Regions from separate parts of the Mus musculus genome. Here region 2 is linked to region 1. A link is a contact called in public HiChIP or PLAC-seq data. All regions are on one chromosome and are shown on one strand. The core of a region is the stretch at or near the end of the contact, and the rest is flanking DNA. Distances in the headings are between cores, read along the strand shown.

Region 1 (3,104 bases), core at 402-2,901:
CTACGAGATCCTACCTGGCTTTAGAAGGAGACAGGAACTTGGTCTGGTTCTTAGAGTGCCTCTGGTGACCTACAAAGAATGCTCACTCATCTTTCTTGCCCCTGTACTTTCCACCTCAAGGCCAAACTACTATCTTGGAGCCTTCAGAGAAGAGTGTAAAGAAGCTACCAGGTTTATGAAGACAAGAGCCCACAGGTTGATTCCTGCCAACCCAACTGCAAGCTGCCAACATGGCCAGCGAAGACACCGAGCATGCACGTTGCCAGCTCCAGCTCTTGGCTAGTACTCTGGCTGGCAACTCTCACTTCCCTACTGTTTGGGCATTTCTGAAAGGAGCATTTCCTGTCATTTATAAACGAGGGTCTTGCCAATTAAGTACTGAGTGAACTAGGTTCCAGGCAAGAACTAGAGACTCTCTGAAATCTTTTGAAAGATACATCACTTTGGCTGGTTGGAGAAATCAACCTCACAGGTTCTGGGAGAGAGAATACTTTGGAAGGATGAGTGAGTAGAGATCTGGAATGGAACAGGGGCAAGAAGTTTATCCACAGACAGCCCATTCCTCTCACACAGCAGAAGTAAATAAATCTACATAAAGAAGACAGACAATTCTAAAAGTCCATAAAAAGTCGTGGGGGTGGGGGTGGGGGGTGGTTTACACATCAAAATCTACTTCTCAGGGCTAGGGAGATGTGTTAGTCAATAAATGAAAGCCTGAGTTTGGAAGCCAGCACTTATGAGAAACCAGGCACAGCAGCATGCACCTATACATCTGAGCATCATCTACACAGGGGACTCCCTGGAGCTTACTGGCTGACAGCTGAGCCAGACCAATGAGACCAGATTCAGTGAAAAAAACTTTATTCCAATTTACTCCAAAAAATAAGGTGGAGGGCTACAGAGATGGCTCAGTGGCCCAAAGTACTTGTCACATAAGCATGAGGATCCGAGGCGAGGCAGGCAGCTGCCTCGGACAAGAATGAAGTCTAAGACTGCACCCCCAACTCTGACTTCCACACCTGAGCTGTAGTGCATGTACATCCATACACATGTGCATGCCTACATGTACACATACACCATATAAAGAAACACAAACACATACCATATAGACTCATGAACACACAGAAACATACAATAGAAAAAAATAGGGCAGAGATCAAGAGGATGATGCACAAAACCGATCCCTGATCTCCACGTGCACATTGATGCAGTGCACCCTACAAATACATGCACACTCACACATATGTGCACACACACACAAACTCCTCTTAACAAGCAATATGCATTTATAATAAAAGCAGAGATTCACTCTTAACCCACACAACATCAAAGATGAAGATGGTTTTTAATAAGTATTTTGAATTCTCTGAGATAAATGCCAATAGCAAGGTCTTTCTTTTGGAACTGAACATCAATCAGATCCAGAGCTTTGCACAGTAAAGAGCTCTACCACTGAGCTATCTCCCTAGCCCAGAACAGGAAAGAACAGGAAGAAAGCAAGCTTCTTATCACAATATGGTCACCTCAGTGTGGCAGAGGGTCACCTTCACCACTCTCAGAGTAAATGCCGGGAACCCTTAGCTCATCCCAGGACCCACAACACTCCATTCTTCAGTGAGGTAATAACAAAAGGAACAGACAAGGGAATGCTGAGGGGTGGGGATGTAGCTCAGTTAGCAGAAGCCTGCTTAGCATGTGCATAGCCCTGAGTCCAATCCCCACCCAACAGAAAACTAAACAGTGTAGTGCATACTTGTGATCCTAACACTTCAGAGAAAGAAGCTTGAGACCAGAAATTCAGGATCATTCTTGGCTACACAGTGAGTTCAAGGCCAACCTGGATTATATGAGACCTTGTCTGAAAAAAGAACAAAACAAAACAAAACTGGTAAGGCTTTGGTAAATTTAACAGTTGTCCTTAAAAATTCTAGTTTCAGGGTTGGAGAGATGGCTAGCAGTTGCGAGAGCACTTGCTGCTTCTCTAGACAGCCTGAGTTCAATTCCCAGAATTTACATGTTGTCTTACAATCTTTTGAAACAACTGCTCCAGGGGATCCAAAACCCTCCTCTGGCCTTCTCATACATATGTTACACAGACATATGCAAGCCAATTATTTTATATGCATATAAAATAATTTAAAAAATGTATTTCCCAAAGTAGTCCCACTTACCAAGTACAAATAGCTAAGTACAGTTACATATATACTACTTCCTGCCTTCAAGTCCTCTAGTGGATGCTGAAGGCCACTGAGGCTTCAAAACCCTATACACACTGTGGTTTCTCTATAGCTACTTCTGAGATACACCAGAGAGAAATGCACTAGAACAATAACAAAACAGAAAAAAAGCTGTACAAGGGAGTGTACTATGTCTCCTCAATGAATATTAGCAATGGTCAACTATGGGTTAATTCAAACTGGGGGACTATCATATCAGTGATTTAAATTTAGAAATAAAGCTGAGAATCATAGACATCCATGTGAAAGCAGAATTTATTTCAGGTGGTATCCACAAACACAAGATGATTCTCAGAACACCTGTTTATACTCTGCACGTCAATAAAAATAGCCCATAGGTGTGGGGACTATGACAGGAAATGTCCTCCCATATAACTCTGAGTCTCGCTTTCTCTCTGAAAGAACTCACAGGCTCCGGAGTTTCCTTTAAGAGGTGAAAAGGCTCACTCCACCTAGACTGACAGGAATGGCTGCTCCAACATCTATTTTCCTACCCATGTTTAATAGAAACACTGCTACCTCTAGAACAATTGCTTCCCAGCTTCCTTGCAGCTAGACAAAGCTGGGTGCCTCTCAAGGGTTAAATATCAACACAGGCTTCAGATACTGCCCTTACAAGCGTTGACATTTTTTGTTTCTTTGCTGGCTGGACTGAAAACCACTAGCTAGAGCCTGAGTAACTACTTTGGGCTGGAGAATGGTGTTAAACAGTCCTGGGAGGAGGAGGCTCAGCACTGGCTTTGGGCCGTCTACCTTTGACCCCAGGACCTAGCCCTCTGCTCCCATAACACACAGGCAAGCACAGTCTCCATCTACACAGCAGACCACAGTAGATTCAGAAGACTGAGAATGGACGTGTGGCGGCTC
Region 2 (3,104 bases), core at 197-2,696, 74 kb after region 1:
AAAGTCTGAGGCCAGCCTGGGCTACACACAGAGCACATGCCAGGCCAGCCTGGGCTATGTATTTCACTAACTGGAACTCCAGAACAGAAAAAACAAAAAACAAAAAAAAAACACTTGAGTAACAGAAACTGGCCTTTTCTAATGAGCTTCTTATGTGGAAGGGAAACAGTTGTCACACTTAGTGCAAAATGAAAACTACACAATCTCCAATTATTTAAGTACACAAATTTCCAAAAAAAATACTAAAAAACAACTTCAACACAATCTATTTATAAATTTAAGAGATTTCTCCCCTGAGGGGAAAATGGGTTTTAAAAACACTTCTTTGTATGTTGCTGTGGCAGAGGCATGACTCTGTACTGCAGGCCAATGCCCAGCATGTGCAAGGCCCTGCTCCCATTCCTTATGTTCATATGTTGAAATGTCTGTCATGGAAATTCAGTAAGTGACGTATTTTTTTAAAAAAACAAGTTTTATCATAGGCCGAGGAGACTCAGAAATCCTAAACAGAATCTTCGAGATCTTAGTTAAATGAGTGACTTTATGTAAATTTTCAAATGACACCAAGGAATCTTGGTGTCTCCTAGGTAGTTGGCTGTGTCAAGATAAAGCCAAGATAAAAATAAATGTCAAAGATATGAAGTATCTCCGGTGGACGATGAACGCAAATGTCCTAACCCTGTCCATTCTATGAGAAGTGCACGGAAGCCGCTGCTGACGCTCTGGGTGATCAGTGGTGAGAACCACAAACAAGGGTTTCCCATGAATAAGCTGCCTTGCTTGAGCCATGGCAGTTGGCCTGCTATGGAGTAAGGGACATGCTTGTTACAGAGCAAGGAGAGCTGGGGAGAGGTGCAAGTCTGTGCAGGGATGCATCGTGGATGCCAATCTGAGTGCTCTCAGCTTAGTTATTGTTAGGGGAGGGGAGAGGTTGAAGGAGAGGGGGGGAGGGGGAGAGATGGATGAAGAGGGAGAGAGAAAGAAGTAGGGAAGGAGGAAGTGGGGGGAGGAGAGGGATAAGGACAGGGAGAAAATGCAAGAAGGATATTCCTGACTGACAGGTACTACTATGACTCAGTGGTTGGGGCCCAGAAAGCTAGCAGAATCCAAAAGCTTTCAATCTCTCTAAAGATGATGCTGTCCATCAAAATGCTGTGAGAAACCTCTTAAGCAAAAAAAGGGGGAGGGGGTGGGGGTGGGGAGCAGGGAGAAGCCCAGAACCAAAGCTCCCAAGATTCAGCACCGTGTTGATGCCCTGTTCCCGGCAACATAAACGCAGAAGACAACATACCACTCTGAAGAACAACACACACACACACACACACACACACACACACACACACAAAACAAAAACAAAAACAAGGAGAAGGCTGCAGAGCATGCTCTACTTTTAGCCAAGAGCATGAAGCAAGCCAAAGAAAACGCCAAGAGCACATTGTCAGGATGTAGCAACCACCCTTGCTGAGAGCTTCTACTTGTAAGTCCAGTCAAAATGAACTCTAAACAGAGAGCTGGAGAGATGGCTCAGCGGTTAAGAGCACGGGCTGCTCTTCCAGAGACCCTGAGTTCAATTCCCAGCAACCACATGGTGGCTCACAACCATCTGTACTGGGATCCGATGCCCCTGCTGGCATTCGGGCTTACATGCAGATAGAGCACTCATACATAAAGAGTGACAAGCAAATAAGCAAATAATCAGACCTTGAATCTCAAAATCAAAACAAAAAACCCAAAACAATGGCCACTGAAATAGAAAAACTAGTAAGATGGCCTCCACAATCCCTCCCCAGCCTCAGCCTCCCTGATCAAGTTTGATCTGGATCGTGTGGAGTCTACACCTAACCCCGCCCAGGCAGATCAGGCTGAAACAGTGTAAAGGGCTCTAGGAGATGGAGCCTTATTCACCGTAGCCATGACTTCAGAATACCCCAAGACTGACTACCTAAGACCCCCATTAGTACATATCTACTCCCTGCTTATTCTCAGTTGCTCATGGCTCTCTCACCTCCTCTTGGTTTGTTCATACCAGGGTCTTAATAACACGGCTTACATTTTCCTGGCAGAGTGCCAAGTCATAAATCCTATCTGATTCTAGATTTTGCCTACGGCTTATGAACCACCTCAATAACCTTTCACTAAATTGAATATGATATACAAGATAGCACAAAACACATAAACTCCATAAAATACCCAGAAACAACTCAAATGTGTAGTAGAGCCCTCCTAGATCCCCCAGCACTTGGAAGATGGGGGTTCTGAACCAGTCTACACCACAAGACCTTGTCTCAACTCCCACCCACGAAAGACAACTGAGGCTCCCCTCACAAGTCCTCGCACTCTTCCTCCCTGAGTGTAAGTATCAGCTTTAAACTGTTATCAGTCTCATGATTTATTTATAAATACATGTATCTCCTTTAAAAACAGTGTCAGGCTGGGTGTGATGGACTACAGCTCTTGTCCCAGCACTCAGGACACAGAACCAGTTCAGAGACAGTCTGATCTACATAGTAAATTCTAGGTCAGCCAGAGCTACGTAGAGAGACCCTGTCCCAAAAAACCAAAAGAAAGAAAGAAAGAAAGAAAGAGAGAGAGAGAGAGAAAGAGAGAGAGAGAGAGAGAAAGAGAGAGAGAGAGAGAGAGAGAGAGAGAGAGAGAGGGAGGAAGGAAGGATAGATGGATGGATTATTTTATAAAGCCTGTTGAATCTTGCTTGCAATCTCAGCTGAGGAAGAAGGTTCAGCCCAAGTTCAAGGTCAGTCTAGTCAAGTTAGAGTGAGTTCCAGGTCCACCAGGACTACAGAGTGAGACCCTGCCTCAAAACCTTCTTGGGGGTGGGGTGGAGGGAAGGAAAAACAAAAACAAAAAACAAGCCAACAAAAGGAGACTTTAAACAGCTGAATGCAGTGGCACAGGCCTGTAATTGTCACACCCAAGAGAGAAAGCAGGACATGGAGAGTTCAAAGTCAGCCTGGACTATAAGAGACTCACTCATAAACCTGCCTACCCAACCTCCCTTCTCAGACTCTCTTTCCAGAACATTTTAGAGAAAATGCTGTTATCAAAAATGAGTAGAACTCAGTCTGGCTGGATGACTTGGTGGGTAA

Evidence for each region. HiChIP or PLAC-seq counts read pairs in DNA pulled down with a chosen protein or histone mark.
Region 2: an H3K27ac HiChIP or PLAC-seq map of embryonic stem cells shows a contact between it and region 1, with 10 read pairs. The contact joins two enhancer-like sites. A contact is called at or near these places in 7 of 39 promoter capture datasets (cranial neural crest, embryonic stem cells, liver and 3 more), 3 of 484 Hi-C or Micro-C datasets (embryonic stem cells and nephron progenitors), 9 of 115 datasets of contacts at active chromatin or transcription factors (bone marrow-derived dendritic cells, embryonic stem cells, extraembryonic endoderm stem cells and 1 more) and 3 of 9 other capture datasets (adipose tissue, liver and pancreatic islet).

What each region holds. Positions count from the first base shown.
Region 1 is chr6:49,097,645-49,100,748 of GRCm38.p6, forward strand. The region is part of intron 10 of Igf2bp3 (insulin-like growth factor 2 mRNA binding protein 3); the gene reads right to left. It also overlaps a transcript of Malsu1 not described here. Among named protein-coding and RNA genes, the nearest start is that of Malsu1, 25 kb to the left of the region's middle. Within about 2 kb of position 1,652, at least 9 of the 459 cell types and tissues checked have an H3K27ac peak or open chromatin away from gene starts, as enhancers often do. A contact at or near this core is called in embryonic stem cells, where this site is marked.
Region 2 is chr6:49,172,030-49,175,133 of GRCm38.p6, forward strand. The region is part of intron 2 of Igf2bp3 (insulin-like growth factor 2 mRNA binding protein 3); the gene reads right to left. It also overlaps the pseudogene Gm18010. Among named protein-coding and RNA genes, the nearest start is that of D030074P21Rik, 40 kb to the right of the region's middle. Within about 2 kb of position 1,447, at least 13 of the 459 cell types and tissues checked have an H3K27ac peak or open chromatin away from gene starts, as enhancers often do. A contact at or near this core is called in embryonic stem cells, where this site is marked.